7 separate regions of the Mus musculus genome follow, and all the other regions are linked to region 1. Evidence: chromatin contacts called from public Hi-C, promoter capture Hi-C and targeted proximity ligation data. All regions are on one chromosome and are shown on one strand. The core of a region is the stretch at or near the end of the contact, and the rest is flanking DNA. Distances in the headings are between cores, read along the strand shown. Region 1 holds the start of Ddb1 (damage specific DNA binding protein 1). Region 2 holds the start of Ubxn1 (UBX domain protein 1). Region 3 holds the start of Ganab (alpha glucosidase 2 alpha neutral subunit). Region 4 holds the start of Mta2 (metastasis-associated gene family, member 2). Region 5 holds the start of Ttc9c (tetratricopeptide repeat domain 9C). Region 6 holds the start of Patl1 (protein associated with topoisomerase II homolog 1 (yeast)). Region 7 overlaps Slc3a2 (solute carrier family 3 (activators of dibasic and neutral amino acid transport), member 2).

The links. Promoter capture Hi-C pulls out the DNA fragments that hold promoters and counts their contacts. Hi-C and Micro-C count contacts between places; a contact is called where the count stands out from the background. Capture Hi-C pulls out chosen DNA fragments and counts their contacts.
Region 2: a contact with region 1 is called in a targeted proximity ligation map of astrocytes, with 5 times the contacts expected there. A contact is called at or near these places in 3 of 39 promoter capture datasets (hippocampal neurons, liver and pre-B cells), 2 of 130 datasets of targeted methods (astrocytes and embryonic stem cells) and 2 of 9 other capture datasets (adipose tissue and pancreatic islet).
Region 3: a contact with region 1 is called in a promoter capture Hi-C map of second pharyngeal arch cranial neural crest. A contact is called at or near these places in 8 of 39 promoter capture datasets (cranial neural crest, embryonic stem cells, frontonasal cranial neural crest and 5 more), 2 of 484 Hi-C or Micro-C datasets (both in embryonic stem cells), 3 of 130 datasets of targeted methods (astrocytes, embryonic stem cells and forebrain) and 3 of 9 other capture datasets (adipose tissue, embryonic stem cells and pancreatic islet).
Region 4: a contact with region 1 is called in a targeted proximity ligation map of astrocytes, with 5 times the contacts expected there. A contact is called at or near these places in 4 of 39 promoter capture datasets (cranial neural crest, embryonic stem cells, frontonasal cranial neural crest and 1 more), 4 of 130 datasets of targeted methods (astrocytes, embryonic stem cells and extraembryonic endoderm stem cells) and 1 of 9 other capture datasets (adipose tissue).
Region 5: a promoter capture Hi-C map of pancreatic islet shows a contact between it and region 1, with 4 times the contacts expected there. A contact is called at or near these places in 5 of 39 promoter capture datasets (cranial neural crest, embryonic stem cells, liver and 1 more), 1 of 484 Hi-C or Micro-C datasets (embryonic stem cells), 6 of 130 datasets of targeted methods (astrocytes, embryonic stem cells, epiblast stem cells and 2 more) and 1 of 9 other capture datasets (pancreatic islet).
Region 6: a Hi-C map of regulatory T cells shows a contact between it and region 1, with 2.1 times the contacts expected there. A contact is called at or near these places in 8 of 39 promoter capture datasets (the 3T3-L1 cell line, the C10 cell line, cranial neural crest and 5 more), 10 of 484 Hi-C or Micro-C datasets (CD4 T cells, CD8 T cells, CD8 central memory T cells and 6 more), 2 of 130 datasets of targeted methods (astrocytes and embryonic stem cells) and 2 of 9 other capture datasets (adipose tissue and liver).
Region 7: a contact with region 1 is called in a targeted proximity ligation map of pancreatic cancer cells. A contact is called at or near these places in 1 of 39 promoter capture datasets (second pharyngeal arch cranial neural crest), 1 of 484 Hi-C or Micro-C datasets (uterus), 3 of 130 datasets of targeted methods (astrocytes, pancreatic cancer cells and stem cell-derived neural progenitor cells) and 2 of 9 other capture datasets (adipose tissue and liver).

Annotation. Positions count from the first base shown.
Region 1 is chr19:10,604,181-10,606,880 of GRCm38.p6, reverse strand. It overlaps Ddb1 (damage specific DNA binding protein 1), which reads right to left and starts at 1,284. Exons shown (of 27, transcript NM_015735.2): 1 at 1,115-1,284; 2 at 1-36. The coding sequence starts at 1,175. Tkfc (triokinase, FMN cyclase) reads left to right here and starts at 2,623. Exons shown (of 17, transcript NM_145496.1): 1 at 2,623-2,700.
Region 2 is chr19:8,870,125-8,872,824 of GRCm38.p6, reverse strand. Ubxn1 (UBX domain protein 1) reads right to left here and starts at 1,277. Exons shown (of 9, transcript NM_001362044.1): 1 at 1,069-1,277; 2 at 913-966; 3 at 711-817; 4 at 538-607. The coding sequence starts at 1,127.
Region 3 is chr19:8,896,786-8,899,485 of GRCm38.p6, reverse strand. It overlaps Ganab (alpha glucosidase 2 alpha neutral subunit), which reads right to left and starts at 1,429. Exons shown (of 24, transcript NM_001293621.1): 1 at 1,327-1,429. The coding sequence starts at 1,364. It overlaps Ints5 (integrator complex subunit 5), which reads right to left. Exons shown (of 2, transcript NM_176843.3): 2 at 1,596-2,700. The coding sequence ends at 1,751.
Region 4 is chr19:8,940,640-8,943,339 of GRCm38.p6, reverse strand. Mta2 (metastasis-associated gene family, member 2) reads right to left here and starts at 1,420. Exons shown (of 18, transcript NM_011842.3): 1 at 958-1,420. The coding sequence starts at 985. It overlaps Eml3 (echinoderm microtubule associated protein like 3), which reads right to left. Exons shown (of 22, transcript NM_144872.1): 20 at 2,663-2,700; 21 at 2,307-2,437; 22 at 1,758-2,210. The coding sequence ends at 2,007. Gm10353 (predicted gene 10353) reads left to right here and starts at 950. Exons shown (of 4, transcript NR_165499.1): 1 at 950-2,688.
Region 5 is chr19:8,817,935-8,820,649 of GRCm38.p6, reverse strand. It overlaps Ttc9c (tetratricopeptide repeat domain 9C), which reads left to right and starts at 1,356. Exons shown (of 4, transcript NM_027412.3): 1 at 1,356-1,629; 2 at 1,966-2,214. The coding sequence starts at 1,977. It overlaps Hnrnpul2 (heterogeneous nuclear ribonucleoprotein U-like 2), which reads right to left and starts at 1,249. Exons shown (of 14, transcript NM_001081196.1): 1 at 1-1,249. The coding sequence starts at 368.
Region 6 is chr19:11,911,069-11,913,779 of GRCm38.p6, reverse strand. It overlaps Patl1 (protein associated with topoisomerase II homolog 1 (yeast)), which reads right to left and starts at 1,381. Exons shown (of 19, transcript NM_172635.3): 1 at 1,203-1,381. The coding sequence starts at 1,217. It overlaps Gm31092 (a long non-coding RNA gene), which reads left to right and starts at 1,373. Exons shown (of 2, transcript XR_386559.3): 1 at 1,373-1,684.
Region 7 is chr19:8,704,896-8,707,595 of GRCm38.p6, reverse strand. Slc3a2 (solute carrier family 3 (activators of dibasic and neutral amino acid transport), member 2) reads left to right here. Exons shown (of 9, transcript NM_008577.4): 9 at 1-714. Among named protein-coding and RNA genes, the nearest start is that of Slc3a2, 7.7 kb to the left of the region's middle.

The DNA.
Region 1 (2,700 bases), core at 35-2,534:
TCAACAGGTTCAGATCTTCCGCTGAAGTAAAGTGTCCTGAAAGAAGAGAGCCTCTAACTTTGGAAGCTGGAGGATAGGCCTTTCAGGTACCTCTAAATAAATCTACCTAAGGACCTCGCCTCCTCACCAAATGAAGCACCTCAATGTCTTGCTTCACACACTCAACAAAGCTATAGTCTTAATCAGACTTTTAAAAATGTACTGTCGACTGGGCAACAACAGCCTGGCCTTCAACAAACTATGACCACGAAAATTCTTCGGATGGTTGTTGGGTTTTCCTTTCTAAATTACAACAGCAGACTGTAATTGACGCTAATGGAGAAAGCCTGTGTTTCCTTGAGTTCCCATCCAGAAAGATAAAGCGAAGAAAATTTCCCAGAGCCTTCAGTGTTGTCCTTTTATCTCCCAAGCAATCTACCAACACCACCCAGCCCTCTGTAGCTCTCTCTGAACAAGAAACTTTTGTTCTGAAATGATTAGCATTTACGTAAATACACGAATTTAAGTAGCTGAAAATATGAGTTCAAGATGAATGTTCTTTGGTTTGGGATGTAACTGCCGATAAAGAGCCACGCACACAAACAAGGCAAAGCTCGCACACTGACGGGCCAACCAAACCTTGTTCTCCAGCAGCGCCCTGGAGTAAACAACAGCCCCAGGCAAAAGGGTGGGTCTGGAGAGGGCCGGGGGGGGGGGGGTGCAGACATTGCTCAAATTCCTCAACCTCCTGGACATCCACCGGAAAATTATGAACTCAAAACTTGCCCCATTATCATCTCCCCTTTCCCCTGACCACATGGGGCAAGTTTGAAGACTCAATCAACCACGCACACAACTCACACTTCGCTCTCCGTCCCATCAGGCCTGGACCAATCCTCAATAACAAGTGACCTCCTATGAGCAAAAAAGGACCCAGAATAGCTGCTTCCGCTGCCCAAAAGGCGCGTGGTGGGAACAGCTCCTTTGAGATCGCGAGCTAAGGGGGACGTTCCGCGACTGCCAGCGCCTTCCATTCCCGGAGCCCAAGTTTTTGCTCCCGCCGCCCCTGGGGCCGCTGGCCTCCCTAGGCCTGGGATCCCTCCCTTGCCCGGGTCTCCGGCCGGGGCAATCTCACCGGTCACACAGCCGTTCACTGCAGTAGGCTTCTGCGCCGTTACGACGTAGTTGTACGACATATTGAGGCCTTGGGTTGGCCCGTGGGGCGCCTAGAGCGACGATAGAGAGACGGGCGCGAGCGAAGAGACTGAGAACCCCCACCCTCACGCAGCCAACTCCGTGGCTGCTGCCTCCGCCCCTGAGACACGTTGCAGGCCAGAGAGGCCAGGCGCAGAGGATCACGGGACGGCCTCACCTGGCCTCTTGGAGGACTTACGGAGCCCGAGGCGGCCAACCAAGCGAGGCCCCGCCCCCTGAGGTCCCGCCTTCTCCTAACCGCCAGAGGTCGCAGTACCCGGATGAGAGCGAGAGTACCGGTACGCAGGCAGAACTGGCCTCCTCTTTGGTCTGCTACGCCCTAAGTGGCCGCCTGCTGGCTTCCCAGCCCAGATCCGCGCCCCTTCCTCAGATTCTGCCTCCTTCCTTCCTCCATAGCTCCAGGCGTCCTCGGGGTTTTCCCTCTTTTAAAACAGGAAGGGCTGCGGAGGACTAGACTGGGGATAAGAGGTGACCATCTGTGCACATCCCAGAGTAGAATCGTGCTTTCCTTTGCTTAATTCTTCGAGCTCCTCCTGATCCCTCGAATGCCCTCAACTGACTTTAGAACAATCATCCCAGCCTCACACATCACCTGGGGGTGTGTTTGCTCACCTCTTTTAATTTCTCCAGAAACGAAAGGACTCTCCACTAAATTACTTGATAGCACTATTAGTGCCTCTACTGCGATACAAATTCTAAGCTCAAATACAACGCAGGAATTTCACAGGAAGAGCCTAAACACCCAGGTGACTAGTGCAATCAGCCCCGCAGATGCAGGTCCCAGGCTTCATCAGACAGCCTCCATGTCCCCAACCCCAAAGGAGGAGCAGCAGAAGCCTAGTCCTGAAGCATCTCCAGAATGCCGGAGGAGGAGAGCTAACTCCCTATTTTACAAATGAGGCAGAGATCAGTGTAGCTAGGTTTGAACCAGGTGGAACTGAAGATGATTTGTACCTCCCCAGCTGGCACTCGACTTGACTCTGGGAAACTGGTTGACTAAGGGGAAACATTAGGCTTTGTAGCAAGACTAGACATGGGCTCAAGTCCTAACTCTCAGCAACACAATCTTAGACAACTCACTAGAGCTTTCAGTCTGTGTTCCAGAAGTAAAATAGGATCACAGAGCTGACTCACTACTAGTGTGGCCAGCCAGAAAGGTAAAGGTCTTTGTACATTTTCTCCTTCCCAGCTTTAAGCTGGACATGATTCCAAACACTGCCTTCTGGCTAAGTGGGGGTGTGAACTTTGGTCAGTCCCCACGCTCCTCTCCATTCCTAGCCCACGAACTAGAGTTTGGACTTGGATCAAAGTCTGAGGCAGCTCCCTAATTCTTAAGGCACAGGCACGGGAGGCATGACATTGCCAATCGGCTGCCCATACCTTCAGCAACTCAAGTCCTTTCCACTCCTGCAGGTGCTGCTGTCTCTACTTCAGACCTGGTAGCAGTCAGGACCGTCCACCCGGCGGCATCTCAGAGCAGAAGTGTGAGCTCAGCTTGTTTCAGAA
Region 2 (2,700 bases), core at 28-2,527, 1.7 Mb after region 1:
TTTTTCTTATTGTTGTTGTTGGTTTTGTTTTTAAAGAAAGGGCATAGTGATGCATATCTATAATCCCTGCATTTGCAAAGGAGAGGCAAGAGAGTTGGGATTTCAGGGGAATCTGCAGCCACACAGGAGTTTGAGACCAGTCCTGAGCTATGTGAGATGTTTCCTGGTGACTTGCAGCACACCCTCAAAACCGGAAAGGTCAGGTTCTATGATCAGACTTGTTTGTATTTGAGAGGAAGGAAGATGACCCATGACCCTTGGTAAAGTGTGTCACTGGGCTATGGTGGCCCAGGCCTGTAATCCCAGCACTAGAAGAATGTGGCTTCGAATTTAGCCTAGGCCGCATACGGGGTTCCAGCGCAGCCTGAGGTACACAGCTGGACTGCGTCTCAAAAAAATAATGCAAGGCACAGTGAAGGCCACATCTCAGCACTCTGGAGGCGGAGGCAGGAGGATCCGGAGTTCAGCCTGGGCAAGAGTTAGGCAGACTCCAAACAAAACACACACACACACACACACACTGAACTTGCCAGTCACCTCTTGGTCTGTTCTTGTCTCTCCTCTTCAGTCAAAATGGGTCTGCTTTCTCCAGCAGCAGACCCAGAGCCTGCAAACAAGCAACCAGGATTAGTATTTAGAATAAGATCATTCTGATTTTCTCGGGGCCCTTTCAAGGTCTCTAGAATCACAAGATGTCTCCCAGTCAGGACCTTCAGGGCCAACTTGCTCTGAGGGCGTGGGTTCTCGTCCCAGGACATGGCTGAGGGGAGTCTCCAGAGGCTCATCCACATCGGGGTCGTCTTCATGCTCCATCAGCCTGCGCGGAGAAAGTAGGCAGGGGTTGGTTAGCCTGGAGGCCACCTTGCCCAGCGGCTCCCAAACTCCCGCCACCCGTGCGGGTCGCCCGCTCACCAATCCATCGCAGCCTCGATGCCCTGGTTCCCTGTGAGGGCCAGAGCCTTCTCCCTGGGGGCAGAAACACCGTGAATAGCGCCCACCAGCCATGGTGACAGTCAGGCCGGCCAGGCCCGCGGCCTCCCACCACCGGCTAGGGGGAGGCTCCCTTACGCGCGTCCCCTGGGAAAGCCCATCTCGATGAGGCTCTCCAGAGCCGTCAGCTCCGCCATGGCGCCCGCCTCCGCCTCCGCGGGGACCTGCGGGGACCAGAAGGAAGACCGCAAGGGTCAGCCCGGGGCGACTCCGCCCGCGACGCCGCCCTCCCGGCGCTCGCTAACTCACGGGGCGGGAGACCCAGGGACGAGGGGGGAGTAGACAGTGAGTGGGGAGAGCGGAGGGGAAGCGGAAGTGCCCGGTCTGTTTGTGTCACGTGGAGGCAGGGTGGACGGGTGCCGAAGAGAGCCAGAAATGTCCTTCCTGGTGGGCGGGGACTTTGAGGAGGGACAACTGACAGGAAGGAGACCCACCCACGGGGAAGAAGCTCCAGACAGGCTTGAGCCGGTTTGCAGGCTTTTAGGATTCTAAAAGAGAGCCTGGCTATGGATCGGCGGGTAAAAGCACCTGCCTTCAAGCCTAATTATGTGAGTTCGATTCCTAAGACCCACGAGGTTGAGCACAGAGGAAAAAGGATTCCTGTTAGTTGTCCTCTGACCTAAGCACACGAGTCGGGGCGTTCATGATAAACAGTAAAAGTTTATCTCTCTCTCCCTCTCTTTCTGTCTTTCTCTCTCTTTCTTTCCTTTTGGTGTTTTGAGACAGGATTTCTCTGCATAGTCCTGGCTGTCCTGGAACTCGCGCTGTAGACCAGGCTGGCCTGCAATCCAATGAGATCCACTTGCCTCTGCCTCCGGAGCGCAGTACTGGGATCAGAGTGTGTCGCCACCACCTCCTTGCATTTTTTAATTTTCCGTTTTCTCTTTTACTTCTCTTTCTGTCTTTTGGCACCAAGACCAGACAGGCCTCAAACTCAGAAAAATCTGCCTGCCTCAGTCTTCCAAGTGCCAGGACTAAAGTTGTGTGCCACCACACCCATCGGTGATGTATGTAAAAGAAGTTGGGAGGAGAATAACTCTTATATATATTATTAGTAAGTTATTTATCAGAGTCTAGGGAGTAGGTCTAGTGGTGATTTGGTCTAGCATGCTTGAGTCTATGTTCATCATCATTGTTATCACTGTCTTTGTTTTTTGAGACAAGATCTCATTATGAAGCCTTGGCTGTTCTGGAACTTTCTAAATGGATCTGGCTTTAGAGACTGATCTCAAACTCAAATATCAGTCTGCCTCTGCCATCCAGAGTGCAGGGATCAAAGGCCAGAAACATCTTGCCCAGCTATCTTTTTTTTTTTTTTTTTTTTTTTTTTTTTTTTCGTTTTTGGTTTTTCGAGACAGGGTTTCTCTGTGTAGCCCTGGCTGTCCTGGAACTCACTTTGTAGATGAGGCTGGCCTCGAACTCAGAAATCCACCTGCCTCTGCCTCCTGAGTGATGGGATTAAAGGGGTGTCTCACCACGCCTGGCTTGCCCAGCTATCTTAAAACCTTTCTTTTTTTAAAAAAAGATTTATATTTATTCCATGTAAGTACACTGTAGCTATTTTCAGACACACCAGAAGAGGGCATCAGGTCTCATTGCATATGTTTGCGAGCCACCATATGGTTGCTGGGATTTGAACTCGGGACCTTCGGAAGAGCAGCCAGTGCTCTTAACCACTGAGCCGCCCTTAAATTAAATCTTGATTTCAGA
Region 3 (2,700 bases), core at 180-2,679, 1.7 Mb after region 1:
TATGGTTCTTCTAAGCAATAAAACCAAGAAAGGGCTTATCATACACAGTTATCCAGCCTCCATATCTACTTGGAAGGTAAAAGAAAGTTACCATATAGTGAGGTGAATGCAGGTCCTGTTTGATCCCCAGAAGCACCAAAAGGAAATTGTGAAGGGGATCAGTTAATAAAGTTCCCTAGAAGCAGGAAATTTTGGAAAGCTGGCAGGCAGCCACCAGTAGTGAAAAAAGGCAGCCAGCAAAGTGAGAAAACACTAGGAACTAGCGTGCTAGGCTTTGGAGGAAGAAGTACCTGTAAGACAAACAGAAGACAATGCTACTAGAAAAATCTAATCAGAAGGCATTGATACAGCCTGGGTCCTGAGGAATGGCTACTTATGTAGCGGTAGTGAGCAGTTTAGCTCGTAAATACTCCCTGGAACCCTATCTTCAAGTCTTTAAAATAGGTTTGGAGAGATGTCAGTAAGGAAATGATTGGTAAAGAATATTTTCAACATGACTTGTTGGCTCTAGGAATGCCTTAAGCATCCCAAACGAGAGGTGTTCATGAGCTAAGTCAAGTATGAACTTTAGGGTAAGTTACATCTGTTTATTGGAGAAGAACTTGAGTATATGATTCACCCTTTTTACACTGCTGTCGACAGTACACGCCTCTCCCGACCCTTTACATCCGTTAGGTGTACCGCGCTTTACGGCGCTGATGTGTTTTCAAGCTTTTTTTAAGGTTCTACAAAACTCCAGAGAACAGGCCAAATTATTTGATACATGTTGTGTTTGAGCAACATTATCCATGCAGACTGTGAACTTACTGGACCCTGCCCCAGCCGTGCCCAGCAAATGAACACTAATGAAACTGGCCCAGGCTGGTCGGGAGGGCAAGGAAGGAATACAGGACGATCTGCCCATCGTATTGCTTCCAACCTGAAAAAGGAGCAGTGTGGCAACAGGCTGCTTTTTTACAGGCTGGGATGCATTTCGTCCCCCTACCTGCCTCGACAGCCCTGCGCACTGCAGGAAGGAGACGAAAGCATTGACCACCCCGAACCGCCAAGGGAGAAGGGGCGGCTGGGAGCGGACAAGACCGAAGACAGCACCCAGCTTCAGCCTTTCTAAGCCCGGCGAGATTCAGGAACCCCACAGACAAGGGCCGCAGCGACTCGTGAATCTGCCGCTGGGAGGCTGTAGCCAGAGGCCACCACCACGAGGACAAAGAGCCCGTTGCGAGGCCAGAAGTAGCAGGGTGATGGGAAGGCATACAAAAAGAAGCAATATGGGGCTCGGGGGATCTAGGGCCGTCCGGACGCGCCCCCGGGTTCCGGGCTCCTCACCGCCTCCTACGCGCCGCCACTGCCGCTATTGCCGCCATCTTGTACCGGGTTTGCTCCTTGACCCGAACCTACCCGCCCCTGTGCACGTTGAGCCACGTACCCTAGTGCCCGCCCCTTCCGGCCTTCCGATTGGCTCGTCCAGAGCGCGGCCGGACGTCTATCCCATTGGTCGAGCGCGTTCTTTATTATGAATGGGGCGTGCCTCGACGCCCCGGGCTCTGCGTTCTCAGGCTTTTGGCAGCTTTCCGTGTCAGATAGAAACACTGGACTGTTTGTCTCAACTCGGCAAATTTTATTTAGAAAAAATGGTGGGGTTTGAAAAAAGTGACACCACTCATTACGTACGGACTTAGAAGCATCCACCCTTCTGTAGCACCTTAGGCTCTTCTCTCAGTTTAACCTCGCACAACTTGTAGAGAAAAGGTCAAGTCCCCTGCCGAAGCAGAGTGGATGGCGGAGGTGCTTGAAAGCGGCCAGAGAAGAGCCCCAGGCGATCGATGTTGCGGTGGAGGACACTGTGCAGCACAGACAGATGTGGTCCTCCTTCAGCTCCACCCTCCCTGGCAAAGTCCCGGATGAAGCGGCCACGTTCAGACTGGAAGATGAACTTCTGGGGCAAGGGCCCATGCTCCCGAAGAAAACCCCAGACACTAAGCAGCAACAGACGCACTTCAAAAGGTGCCAGTTGGCTAAATACCTCGTGCATATTACCCAGGGCTGGTGGCAAGAGGCTTCCCTCAGCCATGACAGCCACCAGGATACAGGATGCCTCCAGATGCCAGGGGGAGTGGGTTGTATCAGGGTGTCGAGAGGCTTCCCAATGGCTCAAGAGGGCAGCCAGCAGCCCCCGCAGCAGCACGGAGCAGTAGCACAGGGCTGGGGGAGCAGCTGCTACCAGCTTCAAAAGCTCAAACAGCAGAGGTTGTTCCCGGAAGCGCCTACCAATTCGGAGATCCCGCTCCACGGTGGCTCGTGCATGATCCTCTGGGGGCCAGGCCAGCTCAGCACCAGCTGCATCAGGACACACGCTCTCCACTAAGGTCACCGCAACTGCTTTGGCTGCCTCTGGGCTCAGGGTGGGAGCCCCCCAGCAACCCTCACGCTCGCTGTTCCCTGATGCGCTGCAGCAGTGCACTAGGAGGCTAACGAGGCTCTGGGTGTTATAGATCACTTCTTGATGGTTTCGAGATTGAACAATTTTAGGTGGCTTTAAGCCACGGCCGATAACTCCAGCATGGAAAACTGACCAGATCCCTCCAGGACCCGGCACTGCTGCAGTATGCCTCCGGTTAATGTCCAACAATGAGGCAGAAGCCAAAGGGGTTGAGACAATTGAGAGGGTCTCATTGTCTCCATCCATTTCCCCTCCAAATA
Region 4 (2,700 bases), core at 171-2,670, 1.7 Mb after region 1:
AGAGTTAAGAAAATAAGTACTAGTCATTAGCTGGACAGTGGTGGCATATGCGTTTAATCCCAGCAGTCTGGGAGACCAAAGCAGGCTCTTGGTTCAAAGCCAGCCAAGTCTACAGCTCAAGTTCCAGGACAGCCAGGGTTACACAGAGAAACCTTGTCTCAAAAGAAACAAGGGGGAAACCTGCCTCAAAAAGGAAATGGGGGGTGGGGGAAGAGAAGAGAGAAAAAAAGAAAAAAAAAAAAAAAAAAAAGGAAGGAAGGAAAAGAGATATTATGGAAATACTTTGCCAGGCAGTGGTGTCACACACCTTTAATTCCAGCAGTCAGGAGGCAGAGGCAGGCGGATCTCTGAGTTCGAGGACAGCCTGGTCTACAGTATGAGTCCCAGGACAGCCAAGACTACACAGAGAATAAACCTTGTCTAAAAAGAAACAAGGAAAAAAGAAGAAAAAGGAAATGAGTTTTTACCCCCTACCCCTGCAACACCCAGTTCTAAAGTCAGATCTTCACTCAAAAGTGAGACTTAAGAAACAAGAACAAGAATTTCCCTGGAGTCCATACAACTTTGCACTCAAGTTGCATCCTTGTATAGGAGAATTGAGTAAACTGTTCAGGCCCCACCTTCGCGAACGCACAAGCCGCCACAGAAAAGAAAACCCCTGCGCGCCTAGCCCCTAGCGCGGCTGGCCGGACGGTGGGTCACTCGGGCCCCTTCCAAAGCCAAGGCCACTTCCAGCCCGGCGATCCAGTCACAGGTCTCAAGAGCACCGTTACGGCTGCAGGTAAGCCTCTGCGGTAGACTCTGCGCCCGATAGCGTCGCCGCCGCGGAACCATGGCTCTTGATTCCGGTTCCGGTCGGTGCCGCGGCCCACACGACCCCAGATGTGGCTCCCCCGCGCCTGCGGACACCGAGTCTCCCTGATCCCGGCCTCAGCCTCTTCCGCTCAGGGTACTCACCTCCCACCCGGTACATGTTAGCCGCCATGGCCGTTCCCGCCGCCGCCTCCGGCCACACAAAGAGGTCCCGGAGGCTCGCGGGGGCAAAGCTCAGCTCCAGACGAAGCCCCCAGCGCGTGGCTGACGCTTCGCGGAAGTGTCGATGGGGCCCGAGCAGCCGGCACCTCTGCTCGCTCAGCCGCCGCGGCTCATCACTGCCCGCGCGACGACGACACTGCTATAGCCTCACGCCGGGACACCGAGGCCAGCTCCGGTCTACTCGGCTTCTTCCGGAACGAGCTCGATTCCTGCCTGACCGGAGTGAGGTTCCAGCTCCTAGCGTCCTCACCGAGTCCCAGCAGACGTCGTGCGGTGCCAACCGCTGGCAAGGTTTGCCCTGCCCGCGTCCGGGTTCGCCTCCTTCCGGAACACCTTCGGCCGATCCGGAGAACAAGGCCCAGCGCTCGGCTCAGGTCGGAGAGCAAGACCCCGCAGATCGGCCACTTCCGGAAGGAACTCGGCTCCTTTCGCTCAGCCGCGGCCTCGCGCTCGGTTATTTCCGTTGCAGCTCGACCCCGCCCCTGAGGGCGGTGAGGAGCCGGAATTAACTCTTTGCACTATGGGTCCTAGCAGCTCCCCGGCAGTGGCGTCGAAAGGCGCGCGCGCGCCCTCACTCTTCTTGAGGTTATTTGCAAGCCGCTTTGCCTGTTATTTGCATATTTGGTCTGAACTCCCTTTTCTCTTCCCGCCCTGCACTTTTTTCTTTCATCCTAACACAACTGGGCCCCTGAGGGGACCCGCCGCACAAAAGCACCAGGCAGTTACTTTTTTCTTTTTATTGCCCCTCACCGAGCAGAGGGTGTCGGAGCTGGGTTGCCTGGCTCAGCCAGCAAGTCTGTTGTTATTTTGTGTGCAGTGGGGTGGTTAGCCCCTCCAGAAAAATGCGCAATTGGGAATGTATGAAGTCAAAGAAAAAGCCAGCACAGGAAAAGACTGTCCTTGGTCCTAGGGGTTTTGGCCAGGGTGGGGCCAGACCACAGTACCAGAGGGACAAGACCATCCAGCATCAATCACACGTCCAGGGAGGAGGCAGGGGACAGAGAGGGCGTTCTAGATGGTGTGGCAGGAGCGGGCCCAGAGCTCCCTGCCCCCAGCACTCGCCACTGAAAGATGCTAGCATCCTTGCCACCTAAGGAGACAAGGTATGAGTCGTCGTGCGTGAACCGGACACTAGTCACATGGCTGCCATGGCCTGAGTACATACGACTTGGCGCCTAGATGAGAGAAAAAAAAAAAAAAAACAACTGGTTGCAGCAATGGCAGGGTACCAAACCTACCCACCTGGGCCCAATGGTCCCCTGAAGCCTCACCTTGGCTCGAGCACATGGGTACTGAAAGAGGTGTACTTTGCAGAAGTCGTCTGCCACAGCCACCACCCGTTCATTGTGGGAGCGGCAAAGGGAGTTGATGTCTGTCCCATCAGAGCCATCAGGCCACACACCTAACACAACAGGTGGCCTGAGTCAGGCTGCTACCACAACCTAGAGTTGCAGTGTTTCAGGTCTTCAGGTTGCCACTGCGCTCCAGACAATCCCAAGGGGCCTCCTAGCCTGGATTTGCCACTATGACCCCCACCCCGAGGTGGCACACGCCCAGGATTCTGAGGGCAGAATGGGTTCTTCCTTGTTTCCCCAGCCCTCCTAACGGATTCCAGATCCTGGCTCACCATAGACGTGGAAGCCCAGCACACAGGTATAGGTAGCC
Region 5 (2,715 bases), core at 107-2,606, 1.8 Mb after region 1:
GACTCGGCCTCCATGGCTGACGTCTCCGGGGGCTCCGGAGGCGGCTGCGCGGCCTGGCCCAAAGCCTGAGCAGGTGGTGGTTCCTCGTCTTCGTCCTCAAGCAGCGCCTCCTCGTCCTCCTCCTCGTCGTCGTCCTCCTCCTCCTCGTCCCCGCCCGGGCCTCCGCCCGACGCGGCCACAGGCCGAGGCTCCGCCTTGCAGGCCCCACCGGGCCCGGCCCCACCAACGCCGGCCTCGTCCTCCAGCATCTCAGCATCCAGTGCCTCCTGAAGACGCTGCGCCAGATCCATTTTGAGGCCGCGCGAATCCAGGCCCCGCCGCTGAAGCTCCGACCGCAGCTCGGTCACTTTCAGCCGCTTCACCTCCATCGCCGCCGTCGCCTCCTCCGCCTCCCGCCGCCTCCTCCCCTGCGAACTGTCGACCGAGCCCGACCGCGCAGGCGCCGCCGCCGCCCGCCTCCGCCTCCCGCGCCAGCACTGAGCCCGCGCTAGCAAGCGCACGCACACAGAGGCAGAGGCCGCGCTGTCTTCGCGGCGTGTTTATGTCGCCTTCCTCCTGCCCTGCCCCTTTCGGCTCACTGAGCGCAAAACAAGACGGCGAGGAGCAGCTTCCGACACACTCTGTACTCGACCGCGGGGGAGTGCGCGCCGAGGACGACGGAGTTCCCTCACTTCCCCTCCCTCCTCTCAGAGATCCGGGCCAATCAGCGCAAGCGGCCTAACCGCGCAGCCGCACAGGGGCCTGAGTCGGGCAAGGCTGGCTGCGGCTCAAGTGCCTCGTAGCACGGAAGCGTGAGCGCGCTCCTCTTTCCGTACTTCAGTCGTAGGCTCTGCGCAGTCGCGCCGGAGTCCCGCCCATCTCAGGTCTCTTACTTCCTGCCCGCTCCCAATTACCGGAGCACCCTAGGGCTTACTCGATGTCCTCTCTTGCTTATTCTTTGACTGTAACTTCTGAGACTAGTAACCGAAGCCAAGCTGGAAGGATGGGTGGTGCAGGGTTTTCGTAGCCAGGAGGGAAAGGCCTTTCCAGCATCAAGGGAGAGAGAGAGAGGGAGAGAGCAATGCCGGGACCTCTTTCTGTGCTTAAACATCTACCCAGCAACAGAGGCGCCAACCCCACCCCTTCCTTCTCTCGTTGGCCAGCTTGAATCGTAGTCTGTTGCTCTGATTGGTCCTCCGATATCGTGCGGCTTTTTTTCCTATTGGAGAAGTGGCCGGGAATTTTTTTTTTCCGGGTTGGTCCGCTGGGGAGGCGGGGCCGGTTCTGCGGGATTACTTTTCTAGACTCCTTTCTGATTGGGTGGCATGACGCAATGCGCGTGCCCCGTTAGAGGCTAAACTGCTGGCAGGTCTGGTCTCTTCCTCTCTGTGCTCCTGCAACTTAAACCGAATTCCTGGAGGAGTCTTCCGGCTTGGGCCTCCGCTGTGGTGCGGTTGTTGGGCACAATGCTTCCGGCCTCTTGTGCCTCACTTGTGGACTGGAGACTCAGGCCTCACTCACTTCGGTTCCTCAATTAACAGCAGAACCATCAACAAATGTTTGTTGGATAAGGACAAATAAAGAGATTGGAAAGGAGCGAAGCCTTTTTGACTTGTTTCACTTGTTCCCGCCTACTCCATCTTCTTCCAGGTCAGGGGGTGTGCCTCAGAGAAAGAAGGAAACGAATTTTGCGGGCGGTCACACACTTGGAACGTTTAGTCGGGCCTTTGGATTTCCCTAGTGTCTGTAATCACGCCGGGATCTCTTCTAATGGAACTCATTTGGTCAATGGCCTCACTATCCTCACATCATTCCTTTTTTTAGTTTGCGGTACTTCTGGAAACTGAAAACTAGCACAGGAGAATAGATGGGACTAGTAAAAACAGCAAAACCCACATCCCTGCGAGCTTCTTGCTTACGAAATCGATGCTCTAATCATTTATTTTGATCCCATTCTACTGCTTCAGTTTCTCTTTCATTTAACAGTTCCAACAGTCATGGAGAAGCGCCTTCAGGAGGCTCAGGTATACAAGGAGGAAGGAAACCAGCGCTACCGGGAAGGAAAGTACCGAGATGCTGTGAGTAGGTACCATCGAGCTCTTCTTCAGCTGCGGGGTCTGGACCCAAGTCTGCCTTCCCCTCTTTCTAGTCTGGGACCTCAGGGCCCAGCTCTCACACCGGAGCAAGAAAACATACTGCACACCATCCAGACCCACTGCTACAACAACCTAGCTGGTAAGTATGGGACGAGCGTGGGCAGAGAATCAAGACCGCAGGGCCGGGCAGTGGTGGAGCATGACTTTAATCCCACTACTCAGGAGGTAGAGGCAGTTCAAATACAGAGTGAGTTCCAGGACAGTCAGGGCTACACAGAGAAACCCTGTATCAAAAAGCAAAACAAACAAAAAAGATAGAATCATCAAGCCCTGTGAACATTGGAAGATGTTCTTTTTCACTGCCACCTGGCTATTTAGCAGTCGATTGAAACCTGTTTCCAATTTGTAGAGTATTCTAAAAGCAAGCGGGATTTCACAAACCTCACCTGAAACTACTTCCTGGGCTCTAAAGCCCAGATATCTTGATTTGGTGGACCTAGAATGGGTTTATTTCGAAGAATGATGCTAACACCTGTAATTGCAGCACTGGAGAAGTCCAAGTAGAAAAATGGCTTCAAGTTTGAGAGCCAGACTAGCCTGTGATGTGTGCTAATACCCTAATTCAAACAAGTAAGAATTA
Region 6 (2,711 bases), core at 132-2,631, 1.3 Mb before region 1:
AGCAAAGATTTTAGAAAGCTGAACAAAAACTAGAATCCCCATCACATCTTGGGTATGCTCTAATTTATTTTGTTTTAGTTACTATTTCTCTAGGTACAGTCTGGCTTAGAACTCCTGATTCTCTTGCCGCAGTCTCCAGGGAGTAAAAATCACTAGACAAGCTTGGTATATCCTAATTTCAATCACTTATCCCAATACAGATTTATTCAGTTTACTAAGTTTTCTTTGCTTCTGGCAACTTCTATTCACAGTATCTCATCATCTCTCCTCATGTTTACAAAAAGTGAGTTGAGTCACAAGTGTAAGCTCAAGCTTTCTACTGTTTCCAATGTTTAAAGATTCCAAATTGGAATTCCACACTCTAGGGGAACAGCTTGTGATATAACTTACCTGGGAACTTTTAGGGGCCGTTTCTACCCAATCTTCCTCCCCCTAAAGAGCCAGCCCTGCAACTGCCTCCACACCAGAAGCAACTTCTAGCAACTCTCTATGAAATGGCAATCATCTACTGGACCAAATCAGGATGACTCGGTAAGGATTTCCCTAGCTCAGTCCTTAAACTACAAATCCGGAGTCTGTTTGGCCCCAAGAGTAGGAGTTGCTCAAGGTCACACAGCAGTAAGAGACGGTCAGCAAACAGCTCCGTTCTCCAAACAACGTCGCCAAACCCACACTTTTTCTCCCTTCTCCTAGAAGGAACTTCTGCGGGACACGCCCCCCTCCCCACTCCCAGCCTTCTTTCCAAGCCGACTGAAGTCTCAGCCCGAGGACCAGTCCCTGCCCCTCCACCTGACGGCAGCCCGCGTGCACAGGGCTGTGTGTAATCCGGGTGAAGGGGTTCCGGGGGCAGGGCGGGAAACGCTTCCGTGGGCATTCCCCGGGGATTCTGCCTCAGGAAAAACCACCGGGTAGGAGCCATGCAGGTCTCCAAGGCAGCTCCGCGAGCAGAGGCGCAAGCCAAGGGTCAGGTTACCGCACTTAACGGGCTCTCCCCGCCGCAAACCAGCGGCCGGCTCTCGCCAGTCCCGCCCCTCCGCGGTGCGCTGCGGGCCGCACCCGAGCCTCGCGGCCGAAGCGGGGTTCCCAGCCGCCCGCGCCCTGCCCCCTCCTCAGCCGCACAAGACCCGCGCGACGGGCGAGCAGAGGAAAAAAAAAGGGGCGCGCGGGCGAGGGAGGGGTCACTTCCGGTCGCAGCCACTCACCTCGTAGCGGAACATTCTTGGGGAGGGGGGAAGGGAGCGGGGAGGGGAGTGGGGGGAGGGAGGGAAAAGAAGCGCCGACTCCCCGGGCTGCTCCGCGCGCGCGGGTCTCCCACCGGCTCGCGACCCCTGGCCGCCGCCGTACGCCGGAGCGTGCGTGGGGACGTGCGCAGGCGCGCCTCGGGCTGGGCGGGCGCCCCGGCGGCGGCAGCTGCGCGGGGACAGATTTGGCGTTTGGCTTCCTAGTGTGAGCGGCGGGAAAGAGATCCCTAGGCGAGACACTGCGCACGCGCGGGCCGTCGGAGAGGGATGACCCAGAGAGCCCCGGCTTGCGGCTCCTCCTCCGTTTTCCTAACTGCACAGTTGCGCAGTGCTTTTGAGTCACGAGGTTCCCGTCACTGATTGGGCGGAGAAAAGCCTTGTGAATGTCACAGGATGCGACCCCCGAAGCGTCTCAGCAGAGAACATCGGGGATTTATTCTTGGGTGATTTCATTTAACGTCCAGTGTCCTCCTCGGGGTGCCTTGACTTGGTCTGTGAGGGGGGACTAGTATGGCAAGTCAGTATTCTTGGAAAGGGACAGGTCGCTGGCTGAATCAGTCGGGAGGCCAAGGCTGTGATTGATAGAGGCCAAAGTGTTGACAGCGTTTGGTTTTAGGAAAAAGACGAAGGCACATTTAACAAGGATTATCTAAGGTGATATTTTTAGATGCCAGGCCCTTCACCCCGTTGGAAAGCGGGAGAGCCCTAACGGGCCGCGCAGCCTTGGGGCTGGGGTCACCGCAGCAAGGTCGGTGAGCTTGGGCGCTGTGGACAGCCATTTCCGCTGAGGATGAAGCCCAGCGGAGTTTGTTCAGCTTCCGCCTCAGCACCCTGGTTCTAGAAGTCTGCTGCTTTGGTGCTTTATTGCCTGTAGCGAGACCGTTTGAGAGGGTGTCTTATTTTTTATTTTATTTTTGAGCCAGGGTTTCTCTGTGTAGCCTTGGCTGTCTTGTTATTCACTCTGTAGACTAGGCTGTCCTCGCAGAGATCCGCCTGCCTCTGCCTCACGAGTGTCACTCAGGCGGTTGTCTCACCTGGGAATGAATGGTGAACTTTAATTCCTTAACACGTTACTGTTAGCGTGACTGGATTAATCAACTAGTTTACTATAAGCATTGGATTTGAAAATAGAAGTTCTGGATTGGGAAACGTGTTTTTTCACTGCTGCGTGAAACTGGGCATGTCTTTCTAAACATCTGACCCTTCAGGTTTTCTTTCGTAAAATGGGTAAAATTATATCTACCTCACTAAGTAGTAATCGAATAGTTACATTCTCTGCTCTCTAGATAAGGAACCTGGAGGTTAGAGAGAAGTAGATAGCCTTAAGCTGCCCACCGGAAACTGTTGCAAAGTTGGCAGCTAAGATATCTGAATCCCCAAATCTGATCACTTAAGAGCAAATAGAATTGACTCTTGAAGAGAAGGCAAGGTAAGCTAATAAGTAATTTTCAAGAGTTATGAAACAAACTT
Region 7 (2,700 bases), core at 21-2,520, 1.9 Mb after region 1:
CAAATAAAAACATCACCCCTGCCTCATGAGATTGTGACTTTCATCCTTCCTTCCTTCTAGAAGAACTTTCTCTTGCTCCTGATCTCTTTTGCTCCTCCCTGCCCCTGCCATAGTCGCAGCCAGTTGTAGACAGCTATTCCAGCTCTCTTTTTTTTTTTTTTTTTTTTTTTTTTTTTGGTTTTTCGAGACAGGGTTTCTCTGTATAGCCCTGGCTGTCCTGGAACTCACTTTGTAGACCAGGCTGGCCTCGAACTCAGAAATCCACCTGCCTCTGCCTCCCAAGTGCTGGGATTAAAGGCGTGCGCCACCACGCCCGGCCGCTATTCCAGCTCTTAAATTAATCATTTAGAGACCAAGGCTAGAGAAGGGCCCTTCCATGGTTAACAGCAAAGTGTCTTGGCTGGAGTAACCACACCTCCTCGCTCTGGCCCAAGAATCTTGGGAATTGCCAACTCTTCCTTATCTCTCTTAGCACAGTCTTTAAGAAAAAGGGTGGGGTGAGTTGAAGACTGCATACTGCCAAGGGCCTGGGGCTTCCCTTCTTTACTCTTTGGTGAGGCACTTACCATATAGACAGGACTGCGATCCCCAGTACCCAGTGGATACCCCATCTCCAGAAAAAGCCAACAAGACAAACCCTTTGCTTCCTTAGGCTATGTTATCTCTTGTGTGGAAATGGAGAAGAAATAAGGAATAAACATTTTTTGTATGAAGGATATGGATGAGTGATCAAAAAGGAAAAGGAGCTGGAGAGATGGCTCAGAGGTTAAGAGCACTGGCTGCTCTTGTAGAGGCTGCCAGGTTCAGTTCCCAGCATCCACACGGCTCACAACGATCGTTTACTCCTAGTCTTGGGATCAACACCCACTTCTAGTTTTGCAGGCACCAGGCTTGCATTTGGTATACAAGTATAAGCACAGGCAAAGCACACATACATAAGAAGGAAAAAGCAAAACTAGAAAGATGTTTTTGAGAGCAGGTTTGGGCTTGAGAGCAGGAGACGGTTCAAACAAGAGAGGTGAGTTAACTCATGAATGTGGCCCAGTCCCAAGTCATAAACAGGTTATACTGTTACAGTGTCCGAAGTTAGACATGGGGTGGGTCTGGAGAGGATATTGGTTATACGAATGAGAGCATGGTTGATGCTCAGGAAGCAGGAGTAAATGAGTAAGGAACGAAGGTTATTCAGCAAGGGGTGGGCAGATCACAAAGGGTTTCATAAGGCAGTCAGAGGTGCACAGTTTGGTAGGCTCTGCGGGTCTGTGGGACTATCCTAAAAGCAGTTGCAAGCCACTGTCTGACTAGCTCCCTCAGGTTGGCTATGTGCTAAGATGAGTCACAGGATCGTTTATTAGTGAAAGGACAATGAGCTGAAGGAAGAACTACATAGGCAGAGCCTGAGGGGGCAGAGCCTGGGGGGGCAGAGCCGGGGGGGGGGCAGAGCCTGGGGGGGCAGAGGGGGGGGTATAGGAAGGTTTCTCTTCTCCCAGTACCTGCCTTAGCCATAAATGGTACCAAGAAGCAGGAAACTCACTTGAGCCTTAGGTGACCAGAGTTTTGGATTATCTCTAAGAGTTTCAGTGGAGCCAAGAATGAGGAATGATGAACTGACCCTCCTGCCTCTACCTGTTAGAATCACAGGCATGCCTCAATCTGCCTTCCTTGTTCCTGTTTCTTGTTTTCTTTTTGAGGCAGTGTCTAGCAATGTAGTCCAGACTGTCTTCAAATTTATAGCAATCTCCCCTCAGTCTTCTGAGTACTGGGATCACAACGTGCATCACCAAGCCCTCTTTCCTTAGAGTAATCCTATCAACCATGTGGCTAACCTAGTTTCCAGCCCTGCCAGAGGCTCTGGAGCAATACTTTAAGGCCATTTCCCAAAGAGGTTGAATGCTCCATGCCTCACTACGGCAGCCTAGTTGATACCCACCAAACAACTCCTAAGACAAAACCTAGCAGCCTAGAAATGATCTTGAAGCTAAGGACAAAGGCCAGACTTACAAGCAAGAGTCATTCAGAACTGTACATAGTGTCAGAAGGAGTGCAATAGGCGTTGTGGGCCTGGTTTTAGCAGGCTTGATGTGTGATTAGTGGAGGAGAAGGGAGGTAGCTGAGGCAGGTTTGGGACTGTGATGAAGGATATGTCTATGGAGGAGGAAGTCAGTGGAGGAGGTGGTGGCATCATGCATTGACTCTGCAGGCCAGTTCGCAGGATTTATTGTCCTTTTGTCAGCCAGTGATTTTTTTTCTTTTTTTTAAAGTGGGCCCCATAGGCCTTAGTGTTAACTTTGCCTTCAAAGTCTTAGGAACAAGAACCTGGTGGATATTTTGGCTCTCCTAGCCTTGGGGAAAAGAACACGTTGGACCCTGTGTGTAGGCTCTACAGCAGGCTGGAACTTGCTGTGGCCTGGGCCTCTGAGGGTATTCTGGTGTAGAGGACAGATCCAAGCTACTAAAAGACCTAACTAAGATCCAGCCTTTGTTTCTTCATCTTGCTCAGTGACAGAGCCTGAGCCTTTGAGAGGAGTCCATACTGACTCCCGCTCTGAAGACATACACCGCTCTCCCTCCCAGCCCCATTTACCCCCTGGCTTTTGTCTCTTGTGGACCTCTTCCTGAGGCTGCCCACCCCTTCCCTCTGTTTACTTTCCTAGATCCTCCCCCCCATCTTCCCTCTCTCCTCTTCTTTGCTGCCTAGTT